Linked DNA regions of Mus musculus: region 2 is linked to region 1. A link is a contact called in public HiChIP or PLAC-seq data. All regions are on one chromosome and are shown on one strand. Each heading gives the region's core, a stretch centred on a gene start, on an enhancer-like site or on the middle of the called end of the contact. The rest is flanking DNA. Distances are from core to core; before and after follow the strand shown.

Region 1 (7,745 bases), core at 199-2,698:
AGTTGACAGAGGACTAGCCGGCACAAGTATATTAACTGTACAAAGTCACAAGTTTCACTAAGACATTTCTATATGCAGTTTAATTGTAGTCTCTCCTCTATTACCCTTTCTATTGTTAAAAGAATTATTTTTACTTTATGTGTTATGGGGTTTTGGCCTGAATGTATGTGTGTGCATCAAGTGTGTGAAGTGCCTTCAGAGGACAGAGATACACCAGAGTTGCTGATAGCTGTCTTCCAGTTGCCTTATGGGTACTGGAAATTGATTCCAGGTCTTCCAGAAGAGCAGCCAGTGTTCTTAAGCACGGGTCCATCTCTCCAGTCCATCCCTAATTTCCTATCTTACTCTTTCCAAAATATTTCATGTAGGGCATGTGGATCAGGAATTTAATTCTAGCACTGATGAGTTAGAGGAAGGCAGATTTTTGTGAATTTGAAGTTAGTCTGGTCAACACAATTAAATTAGTTCCAGGACAACCAAGGCTACATAGTAGTAATACCCCATCTCTCAAAAAAGGCCGGGTGGTGGTGTCACAATACATTAATCCCAGCACTCAGAAAGCAGAGGCAGGTGGATCTCTGAGTTCGAGGTCAGCCTAGTCTATAAGAGTGAGTTTCAGAGTAGCCAAGAAATCCTGTCGGGACAAATCAAAATATAAAAAATAAGTAAATAAAAGTGAACATTTAAAAATTTGTTGGGATGAGGAACTTTGGGGAGGGGGGCAATGGCTGGAGTGTAAATAAATACTTTTTTTTCCCATTTTTATTAGGTATTTAGCTCATTTACATTAATAAATACATTTTTAAAATAATATTTTAAATGTAATGAAACAGAAGTATAGTAAAATATTTAAATTTAAAATTTTTTTTAAAAATTATTTGTATTGGGGATGAACGCGCTAGTGTGATGGTCAGAGGAAAACTTTGGGGAGTCTGTTCTTTCTACCGTGGGTTCGAGGGACAGGCTTGACTAACGTGCTTTCTGCCTCTGTCTATCCAGTACTAGGATTTCAAGAGGGAACCACCGCCAAGTAGGTTTTTTGTTTGTTTGTTTGTTTTGCTTTTGAGATGTGTTGTCCTAGGCTGCTCCCCTGGTCCTTAACTCTATGGCTCGGGGAAATTGTTCTTCAATCTGGCTTGCAGGGAAAATTTTCCCGTTTGTTTAACGAGCAAGGAAATGAAAACCAGAAAGCTGAAGACCTCCTCTCCTCTGTAGCACCCACACGTGCTGGTACTTCTTACACAGGGTACGGCTTGATTTGCGTGCAAACTCTAAAATTCGACTTGGTAGATAAGGAAACGCAACGCCCCATCACCCACAGCTACGTTTCCAAACCACACCTCTAGACCAGCCCACTCCGCAATCTCAGCGCGGAAAAGCACCCAAGCTCCCGCCTGCTCTCTCGCGAGAGGTGACGTCATTGGGCCGCGCCAGTGACTGGGCCGTCGCGCGTCTTGCGTCACCCCCAGCTCAGTCCGGGTGTGCTGTCTCACTGGTGAGGTCGTGTACCCGGGAAGTGTCCCTGTCCGTGGCCTCTGCAGCCTCCCGCTTCCCGGCACCATGGAGTACCTCATTGGCATCCAGGGCCCAGACTATGTCCTCGTCGCTTCCGACCGAGTGGCCGCCAGCAATATTGTCCAGATGAAGGACGGTGAGAGGAAGCAGGGGGAGGCCCGGCGGGCCTGGCTGGAGGGGCAGTCGGCGGGAGTTGGTGAAGGGGACCGTGGGCCTCCCTCTGGGCAGCTTGGAAGATGGAGCCCAGTGTGCTCTGCCCTGCTGGCACTGCAGGATTGAGAAGCCGGGGGAGCCGGCAGACAAGCTTAGGGCTCTAGTTTGGGATTCTGGGTCAGATGAGGCTTGCTAGGTGAGAGTTGCTCAGCGTGAGGGAATTAAGTTTATGAGAGCTCAAGTGTGTGCCCGGCGCCTCCAATTTCTGAATTTCTGGCAAGTTTCAGTCGCCCCAGATAGAAGTTATAATTTGTGGGTGCCCTAAGGTGGGATCTTGGGGAGAGTGAGACTCCCCAGAGTTTGGCATTTCCACTCTGCTTCCGCTGTCTTCAGTGGCTCACCTCAGAGCCTCTTCCGCCTTTCCCTGGCTGCTAGATTTTACTTGTCGTTAAATAGTGGAATGCAGCAGAGATGGCCTCTCTTTATTTGCTCTGTGAGTTTTGTACGTTATTTTTTTTCCCGTGCCCAGATTTTCTTATCTCTCAAATTACTAATAACCAACTCAAAACTTGTTGAGAGGATTGAGTGAAGGAGTTAGCATTGGACAAACACTTAACAAACTGAAGCATATATGTATCAGGTGTGTCCATCGTTAACATTTTAATTTGTTAAAAGTTTGGCTCTACTATGTGCCCTTCTTGCAGTTAGTTTTGGAGACAGAATATGTATAACTAAGATGTATAGATATAGTATATATTATATATAACACACATGCATATATATGTGTGTGTGTGTACATATATGTGTGCGTATACATATCTATGTATGTGTATATATGTATGTGTGTGTGTGTATATGTGTGTATATGTACAAAACTTTCTTAAGGAGATGTTGAAATAACTCAGTAGTAAAGATGCTTTTGCCCAGGCTTCACAACCGGAGTTTGGTCCCAGAACCCAGATGGCAGAGGAAGAGACCCCACCCCAACATCCTGCAGGTTGTCCTCTGACCTGTGCACCTGTTCTGTGGCAATGTGCACCTGTGCAGAACAAGAGAGAGAGTCTCTAAATAAATAAATAAAAATTTTAAAATTATCAAAGAAAAAGTTTCTAAGCTTACAGGTGGTAGAACCTAGGTTCAAATCTGTGTAATTTGGGACTGAGTCTACAATTCAGTGGCAACATATGTTTCGACCATATACAAGGCCCCAGCCTCAGCACTCCAAAAACAAGTTAGTAGACATTATGCAAAATGATCTCTTTTACCCTTAACAACTTCACTACCTTTATAGTGACAACTGACCCACAGAATCTTGAGTGTTTTCATGACTGATCATAGGCATGTTACTGTTTGAAAGATATCTAGCTTTTGTTCAGTGGATTAAAAGTTCATTTGACAAGTTTCATGCCTCTCTGTGTTCTTTACAGTGCTAGGGACTGAAAAGAGGAAGAAAAAAAAGAATACTATGTAGTTGGGAAGATAGTTGAGTAGGTCAGTGTGCTTGCTGTGTAAGCATGAAGAATTTAAATTCCAAGTACTCACTTAAAAGAAAAAAGATCAAACAGGCATGGCTGTGTCCCTACTTGGGAGCAGGAAACACAGATCCTGGGAGCTCACTGACCAGTCAGTCAGTCAGTCAGGCCCAAAGGGTGAGCCTCTGCTGCGTGAGAATAAGGTGAGGGATGGCCTGATGTCCTTCTCTGTCCCGGGTGAGACAGGTACACCCATACACTTATGTGTGACACACACACACACACACACACACACACACACACACACACACAATGTTAGTAATTCAGTAAAAGTCAGATGTGTGTTAAAATAACTGTAACACAAACTAGAAAGTATTTGCTGAGTTGAGACTAGAGCAGTCAAGCTTTGGAGACTTAAGAAGAAGAGGAGGAGACTTTAGGGATGGACCGTGGGGAGAGATTAGGGAAAGCTTTGAAAGTGAAGAGCAGTGAATCCTAGATCCCAGGAGGAAAAAGGCTTAGATCTGGAGCTCCTTGAAGTGCGTTGTCAGAACTGAAAAAGCACAGTTGCCACAACCGATCTCACAAAGCAAAGGCACCTACCTATCTGGTGTGAGCCTGGCGCTTCCATCTGGGGATAGAGAGAGAATGCTGTGAGCTTTGCTTGCATTCTGTTCTTTCTGAAGGACTTGAAATCAGACCTCTATGGTATTAATTGTCTCTCAAGAGACTTTATGAAATTTTATGATTAGTTTGTAGAAGTTATTTTGTGAGCCAGTCTCCAAAGGTTTAAGTTCATTTTGAGAGTAAATTGGTCCATTGCTTTGACAGCAGGTGATTTTAGCATGAAGAGTAGGTGGAGCGGATGTCAAGTTGCGGGGTCTCTGTTTCCTCACAGTGACTGTGTGGATGGCTTTGAAAAGGAGGATGTGCTCCATGCCTTTATCCATAAATGTTACACGGGATTCAAGCCAAGACAAGGAGAGCCAGGCATAGCGCGTTCCTATAATTTCATCCCATAGACAGGAATGCTGATTTCTAGTTGGAGGCTAGCCTGGTTTCACAGACATTGTAGGAGTACATACTGAGTCAGCCAGTCTGTCTGTCTCTGTCTGTCTTTAAAAGAAGCAAACATCGAAGAAAAAAAACCAAGCAATAAATACAAGATGTTTTTTATGTGTTAGAAGTATTACTAGTTAGTGTTAGGCTAGTTTTTAAATTAATGATGTTAGAAGTAAGTTGTTAGAATAGGCCCAGAGAACAAAAAGATTATTGTATGGGAAAAAAAGATGGATTTGAGTAGTTCTTTAAAAAGAGTTGTAAATAATTGTACTCAACTAATAACCTTTCTCTGGTATGAAAAACTTAGGGTAGGAGTTTATAATTGTCTGAGGGAATTTGTGTGGCATAGTTAAGAATGCTGAACAGAAGTAATTTTGAGGGAGACGTTTTGGCTCTGTGAAATGGAGTCTTGCTATGTAGCTCTGACTAACCTGATACATGTAACAGCCTCCAAGACCTAGAGTACTAGGCATGAAGCACCACACTGGTTCACACTGCCTGTTGTCATTTTTCATCATGCTACTTGGGAAAATATGTTGATACTAGGAAAGAGATGTTTTCCAAAAACTTCTTGCTTATACAGCTAACTGGTACAGCTCTCCATTTGGTTGTAAATGTGCCACATTTCATGCCTTTTGTCTCTTGGCCTAAACAGAATGACTTTTCTCCTCTGAGACAGGGTTTCTTTGTGTAGCCTTGGCTGTCTGAGAACTCACTCTGCAGACCAGGCTGGCCTCAAACTCGCAGATATCTTGCTGCCTCACCCTTTCTAGTGCTGGGACTGAAGGTGTTCACCACCACGCCTGCCCAGCGGCAGAATGACTTTTAAATTACTCTGATGTCTGTTGTGACTTCCTACAACCTGTGTGATACAGACTGCATTTCTAACACTGAGTGTAACAGGTTTCCTTATCTGTGAGTTAGACTTTGGTAAGTGATAGTTACACTATTTTAAATAGTTGATAACCAGAGTTTAGACAGGCAAATCACTTTCCCACTGTGTCTGACCAGAACGATGTCTAGTGGGTTCTGGTTAGTTTGACTGCATGGCTTATCATGTTGATACTCATTTGGTTATGTGTGTTTGTGGATCTTGTAAGTTTATTGACAAGTGAAGACCTTCCTCAAACTACAGGCAGCTTCTTGTACAACTCAGGACCATGCGTATCCATCAGTTCTGTTCTGAGACGTCACCTCTTGCTATTCACTGAGCGTGTTCACGGTTTAAACTAAGTAGGCCTGGTTTACATTTATTTAATAATTAATAGTTCGCTGCCTTGAATCTTAGCCTCTTTTATGAAGTGTGACATAAAACTTATTCTCCCTAGAAGATTACTTTTGCTCCAATATTTAGTGTGTATATGCACACAGACTTGTCGCAGCACATGTGTGGCGGTCAGGGGACAACTTGGAGGAGTTATTTCTGTCTACCGTGTGGGTTCTGGGGATTGAGTTGGGGGTGGGGCAAGGCCTTTACCTGCTGAACTGTATTGCCTATCTGCTTTTTTTCCCCTTAAAAACAATGCAAACATATTAAGTAATTTCTCTTACAAAAATGAAACTTGTTAACTATAGAGATTTAGAAAATACTGATAAATAAAGGACGGAAATAAAGTTTGCTCAGATTCTTGCCACTGTCAAGAATTTAGAATATATACCCTTCTGGTCTTTTTCTTTGCAACATATGTCTAAATGAATCTTCTTTTTAGAACAATTTTGCAAACTAACAGTCTTTGAATGTGTAACATGAAAATTTGTTTACTTGGGAATTTTAAGGCAATTCAACATTATCTATCTATAGGCGTGTTTTATGTGGGAGCCACCACCAGGCCAGACACCCACATTATTACTATCTACAACTCTCCAACACTTGTAGAGTACTTGGTAGTTGCATTTGTTCCTTAAATCCTATTAAGAGATTTTGACATTTCAGAAGCTTTCATACAGGAAAACATGTCTCCCAGGGGAGATTATTCAGCACTATTAGAAAAATGAAAAGTGAAAGTCGGGTAAGATAGGAAGAATAAAGCTTTTCTCTGAAGCTGCAAACTAAATACTGCGTTTCCTCCCCAGGCAACAATTACAACCTGAGTATCTGTCTGTTTAATCGGAGTACGTCTGCTTTAGCTAGATAAGGCTACAGCATTACGGTTTTCATTAGTTACTTAGATAGTTCACTGTTAGCACATTCTTTAAAGTGTCTGCTTTGGCAACCAGTTTTCTTTTTTTCTTTTGATATGAAGCTGGTTTACTTTATACATTAATTTGGGTTCTCAGCTGATATTTTTTTCTTCTTTCTTGAGAAGGTTCTTTAACTGTAGAATTCATTCTTTTCACCGTTTTTATGTTTATTTGACATTTGTATTAGTAGTAATGTTTCAGAACTCTGGACTTAACTCTTGTGCCTCTAGATAATCCCCATAATCTGGATTCCTTCGCTGTTTCTCACCTTCCCATTCCCTGTATTTTAAATGTTCTTAAATTGTCTTTGTTGCTTGTTTGTTTTTGTCTTTTCAAATCAAGTCTCACTGTGCAGGCTGCCCTGTAGCATACTATGTAGAATAAGCTGGCCTCAAGCTTATAGGGCTCTGCCTGTCTTTGCTTCCAGAGTGTAAACGTATCTTTTATTCTCCTGATATAATTGTCATCTCTGAGGTTTACTGCCTCTGTCTGCTAACCTAGGCCTAATCCTGGGATCTTCTATCCTCTGTACAATCTTCTGGCTCCTTCTCATTCTCTGGCTTGTTCTGTTTTTACCTGTGTCTAGCTTGCTCTCTCTTCAACCTGTCTCTAAACTGTCCTGCTAAAACTGCTTCTCCCCACCCCCAACCCCCCTCCACCCTTTCTGTGCTGCTCTCTAAGTAGTTTCTCTTTCCCTTTCCCTCTCTTGAGAGTTCAGCGTGTCCTGTTCTGTCAAGTCTTTGTCTGGTTTGCCACTTTGCCGCGAGTTAGACATCAATTTCAAGCATGGGTGCTTCCTTCTACAAACTAATTTTACCTTCATTGTTTGGGATTAAAGGTGTGTCTGTATTTCAGCCAGAGGAATTAAATGTGTTTTCTAAGGGCTGAGTCACACCACAACTAGAAAAAGGTTTTTTATTAAATAACATAATCTCGGGGTTTGTAGTGTGATCAAATATCCTGCAACACCAGATTGCATGGATTAAAGCCAAGCTTAAATTTTATTTTTTCATTAAGTAAGTAAGTGGTAGAGATTGAACTCTGGGCTTCTCACACACTCAGCATATGCTATATCACTGAGCTACATCTATAGCCCCAAATTGTAATTTTAAAAAATATTTATTTTTATGTGTATAGGTGCATGTATGTCTGTATCCAACATGTATGCAATACTCTGAGGTCAGAAGAGGGTATGGGATTCCTGGAACTGAAGTTATAGATGGCTGTGAACCTGATGTCAGTGCTGGGATCACCTGGGTCATCCACAAGAGCAGCTGTGCTCTTAACTGCTGAGCCATCTTTCTAGCCCCACCTTTTCCTGCAATTGTATCTTGAATAGTCTGCTTTCATATATAATTTTCA
Region 2 (7,201 bases), core at 1,934-4,433, 1.9 Mb after region 1:
CCACGCATTTCATGAATTTAGCAAGTTTACTGAGGATTTGAAGATCTTGGGAATGTCACATACCCCGCGGACACCTTCCATCTCTCAGTTTTCCTCATTCAACCTCCAGGCCCCCCAAAACCTGTGTTCACAGCACGTGGATTCCTGCGCTGCAAAAGGCTGACTTCAGCCTCTTAGACCCACTGTCCCCGACCCTGCACCTACAAACACACCAACTCCTTGACAGGCAGGCTTGCTTCCCTTCCCCCAACCCCACCCCAAAATTCACATGCACCACCCCACACCAGTGCTGGCTATGGCTACCCTAGCCTGCTCCTCAGCCAAGTCCAGAACCCACTCTTTCTCTCCTCTTCCTCGGGCCACAGACAGTAGTCTCCTCTTCGAAGCAGCCGAGCCAGTCTGTGGTAACCCGGAAGCTGGTGCCGAGAAATGGGTTCCAAGAAGACTAGCAGCAACACTGGAGGGGACGGGGCAGCCAGGAGGAGAGAGGTGGCCAAGCGGAGCTCCAGGCGGCATCGGGGGTTACACAGGGCCTGCCCACTCAACACGCAGAGTGTGGTACGGCTGCTCAACATGCTATCTACCACATTATCAACTACATCCTTACCAGGCTCAAAGTCACGCTCGGGGAGACAGAGGCGCAGGCCCAGGCCAGCTGGAAGGAAGCCCTCCAGAGCAGGCAGAAGTTCCTCTATCACCCAGCCCTGGTCTTGCCTGCAGTGGGACACGAATACATCAAAAAGGAACCTCTTCCCCTTGTCTCCCTTACCCCTCAGACCCTGGAGCCAAACCCTGAACAAGGCCTGCAGGTAGGGGATCCAAGAGTTCCTGGCTTCTTGGAGGAGAGGCAAGGCAATTAGCATGAACACCAAGGCAGAACTAGCCAAAAAGAGTTTCAGCTCCAACGTCTGGGGGCAGTGGTCCCAGAGAAAGGAGGGAAGGGAACCCCTAGCAGAGAGCCTGTCTTGTCCTGGACATAAGCGATTGTCTCTTATGTATATGTACGTTTTAGTGGACCGCTTAACCCATGGCTCCATCCACGCATTGGCACAGTGGCAGGCCAGGTTTGACTCCAGAATGTATATATAGTGGGGCATCTGAGGGCTGTACTCCCTCAGACTGTCCTGCAGCATCAAGTCCTTCTCGTATTCTAGCACTAAGACCTGGAGACTGTGCAGGCGCTGGAAAGCAGCAGCCGACAGTGACTTGAGGCCTGTGCTGGATAGCACTAAGGCCTGGAGCTGTGGAAGGTCACCCACCAGCTCCTCCAGCTGCACCGAACGGGGCTGGGTTATGGACTGAAGCGACGCCAGCTTCAGCTCCCGTAGGCTGGGCAGCCCAGTGATAAGGCAGGGTCTGGAGCTGTTTCCAGCACCCCATACCCTCAAGGACTGAAGTTTGGGGAGCTGCCAGAGGAAAAGGTTGGAGGTACCCTGGGAGCAGAAGGCATCCAAGCTGTTCTTAAGCAGGGAGAGCTTCTGGAGAGCAGGGAAGACCCCAGAAGCATTCTGGGACCCCAGCTTCAGCTTCAGTCCCCCGCCGCTTATAGTCAAGGTCTCCAAGGAAGGAAAGATCGCTGGGGACAGCGTCCAGTGCTCCGTCGTGCCTGAGGCTATATGAAGCTCTAAGCTGGTCAGATACATGGGCAGGAACAATACTGCCGGAGCAGGGAGAGCGGGAAGCTTCAGGCTCAAGGTATGCAGATTCTTTGCTCCCCAGAAGCCAGGCTCTGGGCTCATCCGTATTTGGGTATCTAGCAAGCTAAGGGTGGTCAATGCAGGCAGAGCCGCCAACCAGTTCTTACCCAGGTGAAGCAGGGGGTTTCCATCCAGCTTCAAGGTCTCTAGTTGCTGGAGCTCCTGGAATAGGTATCCCTCCAGGGAAAGCAGCTGGTTGTACCGAAGCAGCAGCTCTCGCAAGTGGGGTAAGCAGGAGAAGGCGGCTGGAGGCAGGATGCGCAACCTGTTGCCTGACAGATCCAGAGTCGTGAGTCCTGACACATCTCCCGTCTCATTCATGCACAGCACGGCGCTCTGCAGTTGGTTTCCGGACAGCTCCAGTCGCTGAAGCCTAGGCATGGCAGTCAGGAAGCCTGGTGGAAGCTTGGTTAGGCCAGTGCTTGAAAGACCCAAGGTCTTCAGGCTGTGGCAGGAAGCCAGAGCCTCCTGAGATATAGATCCTATCTTGCTTTCTTTCACAATCAAGCCCTGCAGCTCAAAGTGGGCAACAGCCTCAGCAGCCAGCTCGGCCGTGGCAGTCTGTGCATACAAGACATCGAGTTTCTGAAGTCCCAGGCCCTTCAGCCACACGGCATCCAGTGGTGTTCTTGTCAGGTCCAGAATCTCCACCTGGAGACCCTGGAGGGACCCAGGACTAGCCATCTTCAGCTTCCAGTTGGATGACAGATCCAACTTCTGCAGGGTCCACGAAACCCTGGAGGAGGAACCTTGCACCAGATCTGGGAACATACCAGCCAGCTCTCCCACGTCCTGAATGCAACTGAGCGTGACACCCAGCCATTGCAGACCGGGAGGCAGGCGGATGCCTGCCTTCTTATCCAGGCAAGGGCCAGAGATATGGAGTCTCTGGAGGGAAATCAGGTCACTGAAGGCATCAGGAGGTAGAAAGAGAGATCTCCTAAGAGGAGAGTCAAAAAAAGAGAGGCTCTGCAACTGTCCCAGACCCCGGAGAGCTCCTGGCAGAAGTTGGGTAAGGTGCAGACTCAGTGCCAGGACCTTGAGACCAGGAAAAGCAGAGAAAGCATCTGGAAGCAGAGTAGACACAGTACCACCGAGGCAGAGCCCCTCCACAGTCCGAGGTACAACTTCCAAGGTCTGTGTCAGGTTGCTCACGGAGAGGCATGCAGCAAGAAAGGATAGCTTGGAATGGCGGCAGAATGTGAAATAGCGGGAGACCAGGGGCAGTCGGGAGCCTTCGGTCACCAGGCAGTTGGAAGTGCTCCACCCAGTTACCAGAGGCAGGGAAAGGAGGAGACCTGGCAGCAGCCAGTACCTGCCCATCTCTACACCAGAGGAATCAGAGCTGAGAGGACTTTAGACTCCTATGCCTCCGGGTTACCAATACTCTCATCCACCTCAGAGTACCTGCAAGGTCCGGGAGCACCGTCAAAGGGCCACTGTGGAAGCCGGGAAGTGAGGAGGCCGACTTGGAGATACTTAGCACTGAGGCTTCGAGGGAGGGGAAATGACACCAGGGCAACGTAGGGGGATGGGGGGGTCTCACTTCCTGTTAGGAGAAAGCAAACAGAGTTTCTTTTCTTGTTGTTGCTTTCTTTTTTATGTGCAGCCCAGGCTGTCCCACGAGCTCAGTTTGTTAAGACTCCTTTTGAACTTCTGATTCTCTTACTTCCACCCCCAGGGCTGGGATGATGGCTGCGCACCACTAGAACAGTCTGCAGTGTGGTTAGACCCCTGGCTTCTGTGCCTGCTACATCCTCACCCCCAACCCCCCTCCACACACACACACACACACACACACACACACACACACACACACACACACACACACACACAAGTAGAGTCTGGTCTGGCTTTGCACAGTCCTCAAGTAAAACACCTCTTCTCTTCTGAGCCTGTGTTCTCTTCTGTCCAAGTAGACTAACTCCCGTTTGCTTGATTGCTCTGTAGGATTGCTGCAAACACAGATTTAGATCAGCTGGGGTTTTCTCCTTGTTAGTTTCATTATGACTTCCTTTCTTTACTGACCCCCCTGGAGTTCTTGGGTTAAACACAAATGGGGATGTTTTATAAGCAAAATAATATATCAACACGATGTTGTCATGGCATTTGACCTGAGAAGACTGGATGTAGGGAGGGCTCCAGCCCTGCTCTCAGACACTGGGGCAAGAAAAGAAAGGCCTTTACCTTGACCTGAACTGCCAGGACAGGGCTGGGACCTAAGTGGGAAGAGAAAGAGAAAGAAAGGAGCTTTGTGGTCACCTCAAACTATGAAGCAAAGCACTGGACACAGATCAACATCTGTTCATGATTTGAAAAACTAACAGACTCAGAGAGAAGAAAATCCTGTTAACATCAAATGACATAGCTTGCCAAGACCTATAAAAGAGTATCGTTCTCAGCACCTCTGACTTACAGCCGGGAAGGAGACAACTGCATTTCTGCTGAGTGTTAGAATGGAGGCGGGAGAATGGCCAAACTGACAGGAACGGCAAAATTAAAGGTACTAAAGGAGAAACACAACGGCCACAAGGGCAGGACGCTGGGATGCCTGCATGGGAAACCCAAGAATTTCTAAAAAGAAAAGTCAAAAAACAAAAGGATAGTTAGCAAAGATGGTTAGGTCAGGTTTCTTAAAATTTTTCTAATATGCCTGTATGTTAGTCAGTGTTAATATACAGAACAAACATGTTCGAATTAAGATGTTCCTACGAAGCCGGGCTTGGTGGCACACGCCTTTAATCCCAGCACTCGGGAGGCAGAAGCAGGTGGATTTCTGAGCTCGAGGCCAGCCTGGTCTACAAAGTGAGTTCCAGGACAGCCAGGGCTACACAAAGAAATCCTGTCTCGAAAAAACAAAACAAAAAAAAGTTCCTAAAATTTTAATATGCAAAAAGACTAAGCATGAGGGGTTAGGAGGCAGGCTTGCAAGGCATTGACGGGTAGTCCAGGAGCCCAGACAGGATTAGCAGCTGTAAGAGAGGACAGGCCCATGAGTGACAGAGCCCTGGAGGAGCATTGAAGAGCTGCAACATAGAACCGGTGTCTAAATATCTGCACCTCTCCAACTTCATGGCGCTGATCTTGCCTCAAGAGGCCCCCAAATCAGAGTGGGGAACCCCGTGTGTAAATCAATTCTGGCAGGGCAAAATGGGGGTGCGGGTGGGGGTGACAACAGAGATGCTGGCAACAGAGGATTAGAAATTACATGTTGTTCATAATCCCTGTGCCCAGGCAGGGGGATCACAATTATGAGGTCAGCTTGTACTACATTGTGAGTTTCAGGTTCGACTGAGCTAAATATAAAGACCCTGACTGAGATGGTCTGAGAGAGGGTGATGAGTGGAAGGAAGGAGGGAAGAACAGAGCTGAAAATTAGAAAGCTAGGCCATAGACCCAAAAGTTAGGGGAAAAAATTTTTCTAAAGAAAAACAAGAGTCTCACTTCCCCCATTTATACAATAACCCACATCAAACTAGACATCCTAGCATAAACACCTGTCAAACTGGGCTCAACACAGGAGCAGTCGCTTTCAGATATGAGGACATTGTCACAGGGCATTTGGGTTGCTCCAACAAACAATACCGTAAACCTGGAGGACATGGACTTTAAAAAGAAATGTCAAGGGCTGGCCACGTGGCTCATCAGGTGAAGGTTGCTGTCAACCTGGTGACCTGAGCTGATCCCCAGGACCCACCTGGAAGCAGAGGGAACTGACTGACTCGTGAACTTGCCCTCTGACTGGCACATGCACCCACCCAACCCTCCACACACAAAATAAACAAATAAAAATTCAGGATAAAATACTGTTAAAGCTGGACTGGTGGCTCCGTCCGAACCTCACACAACTGAAAGTCAATCTCCCTCTGGGCCACTGAATGAGTTCAAGGCCAGTCTGGGAAACAAAGTGAAACCCTGTCCCCAAACAAACAAGTAAAAACTCCGCAGGCACAGCTCTGTGTTAGAGGTGCTGGATACACAGAACCTTAAGTTCAGCCAAGCCGCAGTACTATAAATGGATGTGGGTGGGGAGGATCTATAGATACGATAGATAAGTGGGAACTTAGAGATGGGTTAGCTACGAATACCTGCTGCTGCTCTTCCAGAGGACCAGGATTTGATACCCAGCACCTATGTTATGGCTCACAACCATCTGTAACTCCAGTCCTAGGGGATCTGATGCCCTTATCTGGATTCTGCAGGCACCAGTAACACAGGCGGTAAACAGACATACATGCAGGCGAAACATCTAGACATATAAAATAGATACATTTTTAGAAATACGTTTATAGAGAAATGGGGCAGAATATGATAACTTCAAATAACCCACGGGTCAAAAAGAGAACCACTGTGAAAACTAGAAAGCGTTTCAATTGAATAATAAGGAAAATGCTACATAGTGAAACCTGCTGATAAAGATATGTAGTATCCACGGGGGGAAACATCCTCTTTTAAATGTCTGTGTCTGAAAATCAACACCAAGTTAATAGCCATGCCACCCAGACATGCCCAGTCTCATCTGGAAACCAGCATCAAAAGCTGCCAAGCCAGTTGGTGGTGGCGCATGCCTTTAATCCCAACACTTGGGAGGCAGAGGCAGGCGGATTTCTGAGTTCGAGGCCAGCCTGGTCTACAGAGTGAGTTCCAGAATAGTCAGGGCTACACAGAGAAACCCTGTCTCGAAAAACAAAAAAAAAACAAAAAACAAAAAAAAAACAAAAAACAAAAAACAAAAAAAAAACCTGCCAAGTCATGAACTATGTGACATCCTCAGAAGATTAGAAAAGGAACGAAGAAAGAGTCTCTCTTCCCACACTGTGCAGTAACTCCTACAGATAACCCTGCTCATGAGAATCAGTCTAACTGTACCAAAGACGTCAAACAACGTCTTCCATAGATGAGGGTGTTGTCTCTAAGGTGTCTGGGTTGCTACAGTGTGATAACACAGACCAGGTACTTTTAAATGGGCAAGAATTTGGGGCCAGCTGGAAGTGGGAGGAAGAAAGAAGGTAATGAGAGGATGTCAGCAAAGACAATGACATATATGTGCATACATGATGCAACTCACTATTCTGTATGCAAACAAAACAGTAAAACACCTGTAGAGCCTCCAAGATCACCGTAACTAGTTTTGGTTGTCAATTTCAAAAGCCCGGGAAGAGAGAACCTCAATTGAATTGCTTCCATAAGCTTGGCCTGTGTGCATGTCTATGAGGCATTTTCTCACTTGCTAATTTATGTAGGAGGGCAAAGCTTATTATCATTGGTAGCGCCCCAAAGGCAGATGGTCCTGGGTTGTATTTAAAAAAAAAAAAGTAGGCAACCATGAGCCCAGGAGCAAGCTAGCAAGCAGCATTCCCCCATAGTCCCTGCCTCAGCTCCTGCTGGAGTTCCTGTCCTGATGTCCTCAATCATCTACTGTGACCAAGAAGCTTAAGATGAAATAAACACTTTTCTCACCACATTGCTTTTGGTTATAGTATTTGTTACAGCAGCAGAGAGGC

The links. HiChIP or PLAC-seq counts read pairs in DNA pulled down with a chosen protein or histone mark.
Region 2: a contact with region 1 is called in an H3K27ac HiChIP or PLAC-seq map of large pre-B cells, with 10 times the contacts expected there. The contact joins the promoter of Tlr12 here to the promoter of Psmb2 in region 1. A contact is called at or near these places in 1 of 39 promoter capture datasets (liver) and 1 of 115 datasets of contacts at active chromatin or transcription factors (large pre-B cells).

The regions. Positions count from the first base shown.
Region 1 is chr4:126,676,195-126,683,939 of GRCm38.p6, forward strand. It overlaps Psmb2 (proteasome (prosome, macropain) subunit, beta type 2), which reads left to right and starts at 1,449. Exons shown (of 6, transcript NM_011970.4): 1 at 1,449-1,651. The coding sequence starts at 1,561.
Region 2 is chr4:128,615,436-128,622,636 of GRCm38.p6, forward strand. It overlaps Tlr12 (toll-like receptor 12), which reads right to left and starts at 3,184. Exons shown (of 1, transcript NM_205823.2): 1 at 11-3,184. The coding sequence starts at 3,020. The coding sequence ends at 300.